Linked DNA regions of Anas platyrhynchos: region 2 is linked to region 1. A link is a contact called in public Hi-C data. All regions are on one chromosome and are shown on one strand. The core of a region is the stretch at or near the end of the contact, and the rest is flanking DNA. Distances in the headings are between cores, read along the strand shown. Region 1 overlaps CSNK1G1 (casein kinase 1 gamma 1). Region 2 holds the start of CSNK1G1 (casein kinase 1 gamma 1).

The links. A called contact is a pair of places that touch in the nucleus more often than the background predicts.
Region 2: a Hi-C map of liver shows a contact between it and region 1, with 4 times the contacts expected there. The contact joins the promoter of CSNK1G1 here to the enhancer-like site in region 1. A contact is called at or near these places in 4 of 8 Hi-C or Micro-C datasets (liver, skeletal muscle, small yellow follicle and 1 more).

What each region holds. Positions count from the first base shown.
Region 1 is chr11:13,947,862-13,953,454 of IASCAAS_PekinDuck_T2T, reverse strand. CSNK1G1 (casein kinase 1 gamma 1) reads left to right here. Exons shown (of 15, transcript XM_027466537.3): 7 at 231-465; 8 at 2,600-2,685; 9 at 4,761-4,845. Among named protein-coding and RNA genes, the nearest start is that of PPIB, 21 kb to the right of the region's middle. Within about 2 kb of position 1,609, at least 1 of the 8 cell types and tissues checked has an H3K27ac peak or open chromatin away from gene starts, as enhancers often do.
Region 2 is chr11:14,034,171-14,039,820 of IASCAAS_PekinDuck_T2T, reverse strand. It overlaps CSNK1G1 (casein kinase 1 gamma 1), which reads left to right and starts at 3,857. Exons shown (of 15, transcript XM_027466537.3): 1 at 3,857-3,986.

The DNA of each region.
Region 1 (5,593 bases), core at 360-2,859:
CAAATTCTTTTTCCAGCTCTGCACCAATTAACATGACCCAGCTCAAACAGTAACTTCTGCCTTGCTGTACTCCATCTGTTGTGTTTCTTGTGGGATATCGGAGTTCTCAGATAGCACCAAGCACTTTCAGGAGACTTTGTGATGGGCTAGCAAAACCTTGCTGTGCCGTTAGCTGGGAGAACATAACAGCCGGTCTGCTTGGGAATAACTTTTGCCTCATCCTTTTGCAGATATCTCGAATGGAATACGTGCATTCGAAGAACCTCATCTACCGAGATGTCAAGCCAGAAAACTTCCTTATTGGCCGGCAAGGCAATAAGAAAGACCACGTCATTCACATCATAGACTTTGGACTGGCGAAGGAGTACATAGATCCAGAAACCAAAAAACACATACCTTACAGGGAACACAAGAGCTTAACTGGAACAGCAAGATACATGTCCATCAACACTCATCTTGGCAAAGGTCTGTGCGGTCAGCGTGAGTTTGCCATGCCGAGTACTGTAGAGCTCTGATTGTTGCTTGGTTTACGGCTCTGTCCTGCCCTTTCAGGTCTTTGCAAACCATGCAGCATGGTGATGCTGTTTACAGCTGTGAGGTTTTACAGTTTGGGGTTTTTTTGAGGCATTGAGACAGCTAAAATGTTGGAACTTGGAAGCCTTGTAATTATAGTTGTTATTAGGAACTAAACAGCTGGTAGCAACCCTGCTCTGATAAAAGGCAAGTAGGCAGGTTGTAATTGCTGCACTAAATGATGACCAAATAGATTTTTATAGCACAGCCCTGCACGGGTACCTTTCAGTTTCAGGTGTTACAGTTCAGTGTTCCCTGACCTAATAATCGGTTGGAGAAAATGCATAATGTTTTCCTTAATGACTTAACTAATTTTAAACCTGTCTTCTATCTCTTCTCCTCACTGTCTTGCATCACTCTTTCATACTAGAAAATTACATTTCTGTGGCTGAAAGGAAAAAAAAATGAAAATTAAATGTTTATATTCACTTAAATTCATGAGGGTAGTAAGATAGTGGAATATTCCTTGAGCAGCCTCCCAGCTAGGAGATCAGGGCGTTGCTGGCTTTTGGATCTCTCGGAGAGCTCTCTCTTTGGGCAGTAAGAAGGGATGGGCCCAATTTCTATTTTCGGAAAACCCAGCGGAGATTCAGGAAGGGATGGAGGAAGTGAGAGGCTGCAGTGGGAACAGGCCGCTCGCCAGGCTCGGAGGCTGCGGGTGGGATTTTCTGCAGGGCACGGCACTGCCACCACCTACCGGCGAGTGACCTTGCCGTCAGCACGCCGATGTGTTTTCTCATCCCCTGCTTTCATCGGGTGGGAGGATTGGGAAGGAGTGCTGGAGTTGTCCCCTTCGTGTTTCAGGACTGAGCAAAGTGCAGCAGATTGATTACAGTTTTTCAGAAAGACGAGTGCTTTCAGCCATCTCCCTGAGAAGTTTGTCTGCATCACTGCACTAAATTACCGAGCTCTCCCTTTTTTTCCCCCTCCTTTTTACAGCTGTATCAGGGTGACATGCAGGAGCCATTATCCTGATTCCCTTCTGCTGACCCTTCTCACCTCCGGACCGTTTTGCGAGTTCCATTTGCTGCTGTGTGAAGGGGAGTCGTGCTGTGCAAGGCGCTGCCTTTTTCTCCCCTTGCAGATTATGCAGCATCGGGGACAGCTCACGCGCAGCTTGTTTTGGTGTGTGGGCTGCATGACTCGATTTGCTCCGTACTGCGGGTTCTGAACGCGTTATCTGCCTGCAGGTGGAGGCTGGCAGGGGAGGAGGTTGCACCAAAGCACTCTGCGAGCTCTGTGAACCTCAGTCTGGTGCTCCCTGGGAGAAGGGCCCGAACTGCAGCGCCCTGACCTTCCCTGTAAACGCTTTCCTGCAGCGTGCTGGGAAGCCAGAGACAGCAGATGACAGATTTTGGGGTCCCCGTGCTGTTGAGGAGCTCCAGGACTGTTTGCTCACCCAGCAAGCCGAAGGGTCACGCTGCCACCAGGGCAGCCTGCTTGGGGCGTTTAAGGATGTTTTTCCTTTGGCGTGAGGCCCCTCTTTTTTCCCCTCATCTATAATCATAACATCTGCATGGCAACAGCAGCAAGTGTCTCACAAGCAAAGCAGTACCAAAAGGAGCTATTTTTAATCCGCTCTGATGCGATGAGCTACAGAAGCATTCGGGAGAGGGCTGGCACTATGCAGCACGGTAGTTCCCTGCAGCTGGCTGCAAGTGTCCCCTGCCTGTTCTGCGTAGTTCAGAGGAAATAACACAACCCAGCACAACATCGCGGCTGTACCGTGGGCACTGGCAGTCCTCAGAACAACTGGGGAACTGCTTTATTCCTCTGCGATTAATACCTCCACCTCCCATCCTTTGTGCCTCACCTTGGGCAGTCTGGCTCGCAGTTGAGTTGCCTCCCCTTGTTTAGCTGATACGTTCGTGTGTTTTGTGTCTGTTGTAACAAGGTTTCAGGTACTTTTACTCCGAGCTGCAGACAGCAAGCGAATTTCCCTGGGATATTGCTGAAATACGTCTGGCTACTGGTCAGATCCCTTTCTGCAGCTGCAGCAATAATTTGTCATCTCTTCTGTTTTTAGAGCAAAGTCGTCGAGACGACTTGGAAGCCCTCGGCCATATGTTTATGTATTTCCTCCGAGGCAGTCTGCCCTGGCAAGGACTGAAGGTAGGTTTGAGTTTTAGGTTTTGCCCTTCAAAACTTTACTTGGTTTCTGCCCAAATGTGAGTCTGGCAGGAGAAAGTTTGCAGAATGCAAGCAGAAGAACTGTTCTCTCTGTCTGTCTGCCGACAAGGCATTAGCTTTACCTAAAGAAAGTACCGGGACAGAAGCGTTTTTCCTATCACATCGGGTTTCTGTAGCTTCACTGGGTCAGTACAGCTCTGGAGAGAAGATGCAGCAGAGGCAAATGAGCGACTGGGCCAGGGACAGTAATGAGAGGGCTGCCGAGCTGTCGGAGCAGCTTAGCTGTAATGTGAACCTGCCCCGGGAACACAATGGTTGTTTATGAAGTTCCCCTTACGGCACACAATGCCCCAGCTGCATCTGCGATCGTGTTTATAATGGGAGCCATTTGATGGTTTTAGACGTGCAGATGGAGTTCAGCCTGAAAAGACGTTTTTTCTGGTGAAAGTATGGAGCTTGGCTTCCCTCCAGAGACACTGGACACTCGGTGCTTAGTTCTGGATTATAAGTTTATGAAATATCACGTACATGTGGAAGGTTGCAAGCAATTGAGTTACGGCAACTGCAGCTGAATGAAGCAGTCGTAAGTCATCTGCTGGCTGTGGGGTGTTGGTAGTTGCATCATTCTGTCACCTTCCTGGTGATGAAGCTGCTGCATTCACCTTTGGAATTGGAGTGAGGGAAGGGACTGAATGTGATCAGGTTAGGAGAGGGTTTATTAGTGAAGACAGTGACTCCTGTTAGGCCTGTTAATAGGGTTTGAAAAAGCAGATAAGCCTTTGGGCTCGCAGGCTTCTCTGCAGAGTGCTGCTATGGTCAGTGGCATGATTGAAGCTGCTAAGCTGCTCTGTCACCAGCTATCCAGAGTTAGCCTCAGCTTCGCTTTGTCAGACATGTGCACAAATGTCAGAGACAATTCAGAAAAGCACAAGAGGGTTCTTCAAGCATGAAAATGCTTCTGAAAGGAATCAGAATCTCTCTGATATTAGGTGCGCCTCCTGTGGTAACTCTGAGTTTGTTACTCTAATAATGTGTTTTGTTTCTGGTTCAGTTGAAATTATCTGCTTTAAATTGATCCAGAAAATTACTCAAAAATAATTCCAGGTTTAGACAAGGCTCTGCAAAATTTCTTCAGATTAGTGCTGAGACTGCTTCTTAGAGTCCTGCATTTCTTTAGCTCCAGAGCACACCCACACTCTTCAGCTTGATCTAGAATACGGTGTCTTCACTCTTCTCAGTTTCTTCTGCTTAATCTTTTGGTCTCTGCCATCAATTCTAAAGTCCTGAGAGGACATCTTACAATGCTAATTATGTGGCTGGCAGGTCTAACAGGCATATTTTGAAATGGAGGCAATAAAACATGTTTTTTGGGTGCCAGCTGGAGTAGTGCTCTGCTTCAGGAGGGATTCAGGTGGGGAAACCATAACTGAAGGTTGTTTCATTCTTCTTGACAGCCAGCTGTTTAATCAATGCTAAGTGATAGGCACTTTGGGGGGTGAAAGGACAGGTGGTGTGGAAGTAGCATGGGATTTGGGAGAATTGTGACTGATATAAACTGATTTGACTTTGTGGTGGCTCAGTAAAAACTCAACGTGTCAAAATCGTCACAATTTACCTACTTTTACAGTTGCTTATGAAGCTGTTGTGATTGCAGATGGCTCTAAGCCTCAGTCTGTTCTTTGCTGGAGTGTCAGGATCCTGATGTGCTATCAAAGTACACGCAGCTTTGTTTTCTTGTCCCATGAAAGCTTCCCTGTACAGTCTTCAGGACTGGGTTGGTAAGAAATCAGCCCTGTGAGAAACTAACCAATGTACTCTCTTCGAAGCACTGAAGCTATTTTGAAAGCATCACTGGATATTCTTTGCTGATGGAAAATGTACAGGGAGAATTACGGTATTCCTGGTAGTGTAGTCTAGGATGCAGTTCAGCTACAAGTAACAGTGTCTGATACCAGGAGGCTCGATATTAAATACTTTGTTTTTCTTCCCATACAGCATGTCGTTTATCACATGGTTGAACTCTTTCTCCACAACTGTTTTGTCTTTGTGCGCTACAGGCTGACACCTTAAAAGAGAGGTATCAGAAGATTGGGGACACAAAGAGAAACACTCCGGTTGAAGTTCTCTGTGAGAACTTTCCAGGTAAAGCCCTGATGGGATCCCTGCAGTGCAGCTGGAGGTGGCCATACCTTGTTAAATAAAGTATTCTGGTGGTGTGCATCTGTTACATCATCGTCCCTCAAGCAGGCAAACAACTGGAGCTGCTGCTAGAAATTAGCACATCCTGTGAGCTTGTGACTGTGGCTTGTAATGAGTGTAGCTCTTCTCATTGAGGAAGCCAGACAATGCCTCATGTTGCTTCTTTTTTTTTTGGTTTGCTTCCCCAAGAGGACCTCATTACTGTCCTTCTCTCAAGTGACTGTGTTCGATCTACTGAGTTAATCCTTTTCCAAATGAAAGGATTTACAGCTGCTAAAATTTTAGGTGGCCAGCTTAGGAGATGGGGTGTTATCTGGGCAGACAGAGCCTCGTTGCTGCTGGTGCTCAGGGGTGCTCCAGGGTGCACACCAGCATCTCCTGCTTTCCTTCCCCAGCTGGTTGCTGAGCATTCAGATGAAATCGCTGTGGCTATTTTATGTCTGTGCGAGCAGGCGTATGTGTGAGCATGCTGTTGGCAGGCTCACTGAGTTGTCGTTTATTGTACAGTGTGTTTTAGTGTTTGTTTTGTACAAAGGTATAGAATACAACTTGTTGTGACACTCGGATTCAAGGTAGAGCAGCAGCTCCCTGGAGCAAGTGTGGGACTTCCAGCTTTGTCTGAGGAGCATTTGAATTGATTTGCATTGCAGACCACTGCAAAAAACAGTGCTTTTTAAAGGAAGGCCAGGGT
Region 2 (5,650 bases), core at 2,608-5,107, 84 kb before region 1:
GTTTGCTGCTTTGGGCAAGGCAATAAGCAGCAGGTGGGCTCCGTAGCCTGTGCCCACTTTTTGAAAAGCGAACAAAGACGCCCAAAACAAAGCGATAACGCGGGATTCTTAGTGCATGGGTCTGTGGTGTGTGCCAGCACCAGGAGGTGGAAGGGAATGGGGAAATAATCCACCATTAAAGGAAAAAAAAAGCCAACACTAAAAGCCCAATTAGGCAAAGAGGCGTTAACATGAACATAAAATCACTTTTAGATAAGGGAGCAATAACTGTTGGAAAGGGAGGGAGGGAGGGTGTTTGCAACCATCATCTGCTGAAACACTGGGCATGTTGCAGAAAAGGAGTGAGATTTCTTTACGACACAAGTAGCAGAGGTGGCACAGCGAGGCCCTCGGCTGCCCACGCCTGCAGGGCACAGCTGGGAGATCCACATCAGGGAGACCACCATGAACATTTTGGAGCACAATCGTCCACTGAAACCACCCCTTGGTGTCTGGGCTCTGTGCGTGGTGGGCCAAATGAAGAGCCAGCCTTCCTCAGGCACAGCAGTTCTCACCCCCATTCCCCGTGTGCCCGCCAAGCATCTGGGAACCACTTGAAGCCTGGTGTTGGAAACGAAGTGCAGTCTTGGACCCAAATGTGACACGTTGTGGGGCTTTCCATGCTCCTAGCCAGGGTGGCTCTCTGACTTCTTTTTAAAAATGCTGTAGGCAGTCAGCAAACTGTTTGGAGCTGAGGCTTCCACATCTGCGAGTGCCTTGGAAGGGAACAAACTTCCCTTGCTGGTGTTGGCGGCACTGCCTGGCAGCTGAGCACAGCCATCAGGGCTGGTCACAGCGGGGAGCAGTGTCACTCCTTCTCCTCTGTCAGTTCATCCAGATTTGCACTGTTAAAAAAAAAAAAAAAAAAAAAAAAAAAAAAAAAAAAAAAAAAAAAAAGGTGGAAAAAAGTTTGCGTTTGGTTGGAAAAATAACGATTCCTGTCAGACACCTCCCACAGAGAAACAATAGCATCATTGCTCCGAGCCAAGCACAGGCTGGGAAACAACTGTGAGAGCGTGATTGTGCCCTTAAATTAAGTGACGGGGAGGAAGGGAAGTGCCCGCGGAGCAGGAGAGGCTGATGCTGCCTCTGGGATGGAGCTGAGCTGCCAGAAGTGCGAGGAGCCGGGACAGAGGGCAGCGTGCCCTAAATCTGCTCCAGCATGGGGGAGGCTGTGCGAGGCAGCACTTAGCCACAGCTCCCAGGCTGTGCCTCAGTGGAAGGGCAGCCCTGAGGAGAGCTGGCTGCCACCTCCTGCCCGGGGACCTATTGGGGCTGCTCAGCTTGGCCAAGAGGCCCAGCAACCAGCTGCGGCAAGCACAGGAGGCTTTCGGCAGTGCTCTGGGCTGTGAAGGGAGGTGGGCTAGGGGCACGCCGCCCTGGCAGGAGGAGGTGGGTGCCCACCCGCACCCCACACATGGCCAGGGTTTGGTCCTCCTGCAGAGCTCTGACCCAGCTGGCCGGACCTTTGTATCCTCAGAGGAATAATGTCTTGCTGTGAACAGTCTCTTCTGGTGAAACTCAGCTTCAGTATCCAACGATCTCGGGGGGGTGCCTAAAAATGGGTGCGGTAATTGGTAGTTGAGGCAAATTCTCTGTGCTCAGACAGGCTGTGTTTGCATGAAGGCAGCAGCAGCGCGAGTCTCCAGAGCTGTCAGCCCTGTTTCAGAAAAGCTTTGGGGACTGCCAGCAAGTTCTGTGTTTCTGAAACAATTGCTGTACCTAGCTGACACTTCAAAGATCAACTTGTAGTCAGTGCTACTGACTAAAGAGGTAACGGTGTGAAACATTCTTTAAGGCAGTATCTCTGTTCTCTTCTCAAAGAATGAGTGTTTCGCAAATACAGATAATCCTAAGCTGTTAGGGAAGCCCTGTAGGAAGCTTTCCCAAATTATCTCGAAGGCCCCGCAAAGCAAACGAACAGAAAGACTTTTAATTACTTCCTACCTCTTGGAGAAATTAAAGATGCTTGTGCTCTAGTGCTCCAAAGCCTTCTCCTCTTCCACTTGCAATTTGTTTGCCTGAGTTAGGACTGGGTGCTGAAAACACTACAGAGAACACTCAGTCCCCTTCTAAAACAATGTACATCCTCCCAGGGCGTTCTGGAAGAAGCAGGAGCTGTACTTACTCAATTCTGCAACTTTTTTTTTTTATCATTGTTGGAGCCTTGCAAGCAGCTGCTGGTCGAGTCCTGCTAACTCTTGCATTGCTAACACTTCTTACAGAGCTCACCCCCTGCCACTGGACCCTGCAGAAGATGGCACGTCCTCTGAAGAAGAGCAGGCGTGATCTGACCCCAACTTCAATAACACATCGTGCCCTCTGCATGTTTATGTATTAAAAAAAAAAATGTTATTTACATTTGTTATTGAACTTCAGAGTTGTTGTGGCTTATGTCCAGCTGTTGAACAGAACCAAAAGTATAAGTTTTACAGAGCACAAGAAAATTGTGGTAAAATTATTGTGAAATTAATATATGTTTTTGAAGCTTAGCATTCAGAATGAGTCACTGCTTTAATTTTTACCTTGCTTCCTTGACTTCCTCAGTGACTCCTGCACTTATCTTTTAATTGCTTTTTGCTTGTCTGAGACTTGCATGATCATGCTGCTTCTGTTTTTAAAACGCAAACCTCTGATTTTCTAATACACAGAAGCATTCTGAAAGTCCATCTGTCATGTCTTTATTGAATTAGAAATTGTTAATGACAACCTCTTTTTCAGAATAGGGGAAAGCTGGATTCGGAATGGGACACAAAAAAGGTGAGGTGTAAGGGGACTTGTCACTTGCTAACATCTTTTACCGCATCCCGGTACACAAACACAGTGTGTGCACGTCCCAGGGAGCAGCAGGCTGAAAAGACGGGCTTGGGGATGGGGCAAGAGCTTCAGATCACTTCACTGGAGGGAGACACCAAGTACTCATCTGTTTTAAAGAAAAATAAATTACTGCAAAAGGTTCTGAGCTCAAAAGAGGATGTGACTCTTAATTAGAGTGGGATACTGCAGCGTGCTGGTGTGAGGAGTCCCGTCCTCTCTCTGCTGAGAGGAAAGAGGATCCTTCCCTTCCCACCCCTCACAAGCTGTTCGGCCTGCTGGACATTAAAGGTGAGGTTGAATTAAAAACCAACTGTAATGTTTGTCCCAGGGGAAGAGTAGCGCAGCCTCTGGGTTGCTCTGACGTACAGGTCATTGAAGAGCTGAAATTGTGTGGTGTTGAAAACAAATTCAAGACGAGGATAAACTGGCTGCGTGCCTGTGCTTTGTGTCACTGCACCACACGACAGATTCCCCCGTGCTGTGGGACTTCCAGCACTTTGGGGCAAACACTATTTTCTAGAGAACTTCTCAGGAAGAACCATCAGCTGCAAATTGAGTGTTATTACTGCTACTATTACTGTGAGGTAGTATTCACTTTTGAGTTTCGGGTTCCTGAGGCCACTTCTCAATTCTTTTAAGTTTAAAGGATTACTTGATAGCAATACTGTGTTATTTAAATCTAGATGAACGCTGCTACTTTTTTAATGGGGAAGGAGGAAAACACAAAACCAGCTAAAATCCAGTGGTCTGAGTGCCCTGCGTAAGGAGGTTCAAAGATTTAGCTAATAAAATAGGAGCAAGCAGGGAAATGCCAGCAAATGTAAAACCAATCACTGCGTCCCAGCACCGGCTGATTTATTAATCTCATTAACACACGTACGAACATCCACAAAGAAAACAAGAAAGAAATACCCCGCGCTGACAATAGATGTCAGCAGCACCTCCAGCTATCAGGTACGGGGCCGTGCCAGCGGTTGGGGCAGCGCGCATTTTGCCCTTTTCTGTACCAAAAAGGTGCCCGTGCTGGGAAGGGACCTGAAGGCACGTAGGAAAGCAGATCCGTGCGGGACGTGTGAGCAGCAGGGTGCGGAGCTGCTGGTTGCTTCCTGAGGCTCGGCATTTCACAGCAGGTAACGCTGCCACCAAAATCCCCCATTTTGCTGCCTAAAATCGCTGCGGCTTTCCCAAACCCGGCACGGGAAGGAGCCGTTCTCATCCCCGACATGGGGAGTGCTCTCCAGAGAGCCCGGGCTGCTTCCCGGAGCCCTGATCTTGAGAAACAACCACAGCTGGGAGAGCGCGGATGGGCTGCAAGGAGCAGGGAGGGGACGGGGGGAGCCCGCTGGGGGCCGGCAGCTTCCGCATAGCAACCGCGCGGCGTCGCCATGCGGGGCCCGGCCCGGAAGCGCTGCGGCCCGGCCCGGCCCCGCCGCTTCCCTGCCATGGGGCGGAGCCCACCGGGGCCGGGCCCCGCCGGTTGTTTCCGGGTCAGCGCCCGCCCCGCTCAGCGCGGCGGAGGCAGGAGCAGGAGGAGGAGGAGGAGGAGGAGCAGCGGGGGCCCGGCCCGGCCCTGCCCCGCGTTCACTGCCGCCAGGTAGGGCCCGGGGGGCTCCGCTGGGCTCCGGGGGGCTGCGGGGGGAGGGATGCGGGCGGGTAGGGGGGATCCGGGGGATCCGGGGGGGGGTTCGGGGGTGTCCTCGCTCCGCCGCCGCCTCCTTTGTGCGCACTCGGGGGCGCGGTGCCCGCAGCCGGCAGGGCCCGGCCTCGCCCGTTGCCCCCCCCCCCCACACCCGGGGTTCGCTGCCGGTTCCCGGGTGGAGCCGAGCCCGGGGGGCGGAGGAGGGGAGGCTTTGTTCGCCCCCCCTCCTTCGAGCCCTGGTGGCACAAAGAGCCCCGGGAGCCGGCCCGTGCTGCCCGGCTGCTGGAGGAGCCGGGGTGGAGCTGGGCGGCTGTGCCCCGGGCTCCTCTCCTTGTGCTCGGGGATCCCCCCGGGCAGGCCCCGGGAGCTGCTGCCGCTGCGGGATTTTGGTGACCACCAGCAAGGTGCGGCTGTCAGGACCTCAAATGTAAACACCGGGGTGTCCACCAAAGGTAATTGTGTCTCAGGGAGGTTTAAAGAAGAAAGGCGTGCTCGGGAAGCTTGGAGGACACCAGTGAGAAAGCCACAAAAACCTCCTCTTGGTACTGGAGGTCCTGCTGGCATGGTGGGACCCCAGGACAGGTGGTGCAGAAACCTTTTGGCAAAAATCTGCTGCCTCCAATGAAACGCTCGACCCTCAGATGATAAAACCAGTGCCGTGCACTCGCATCTTGCATACGTAGCTGTGCCCTGTTTAGATACAAGTGTTTCTTCGAACGCTGCTTGCCCTCAATTTGCTTTTTCTGGACTCAGCAGAGCGCCCAGCTGGTGCCTTCTCCTTGTTGCTCTTTTTTTGGAAGAGCTGTTGGGTTGTGAAGATGAGGCACGGCCCTGTGAGAGCTTGCTCTGGGAGTCCCCCTAGCAGAATATTTTCAGTTGCTTACCTAAAGCCCACCCTGGTTTAGGCCAGGCTGGATTTCTTCCTGTGTTGTTCCTTGTGGGAAAGCTCTTCTGCTCTCCTCTGGCCATGATGGTGGAGAACTCGCTTCAGATTCTCACAGCAAACTTATTTCCAGCTGGTACGTGCCCATCTGTCTTTGTACCAATGTCGCCTTTTTGAAAACACCTCTTTGTTCCTCCAGCACTTTCCAAGAGAGCGCTCTGCTCTTGGGTTCTTATTTCCAAGGCACCAGCACCAGCCTCCCAGTTGCTTTT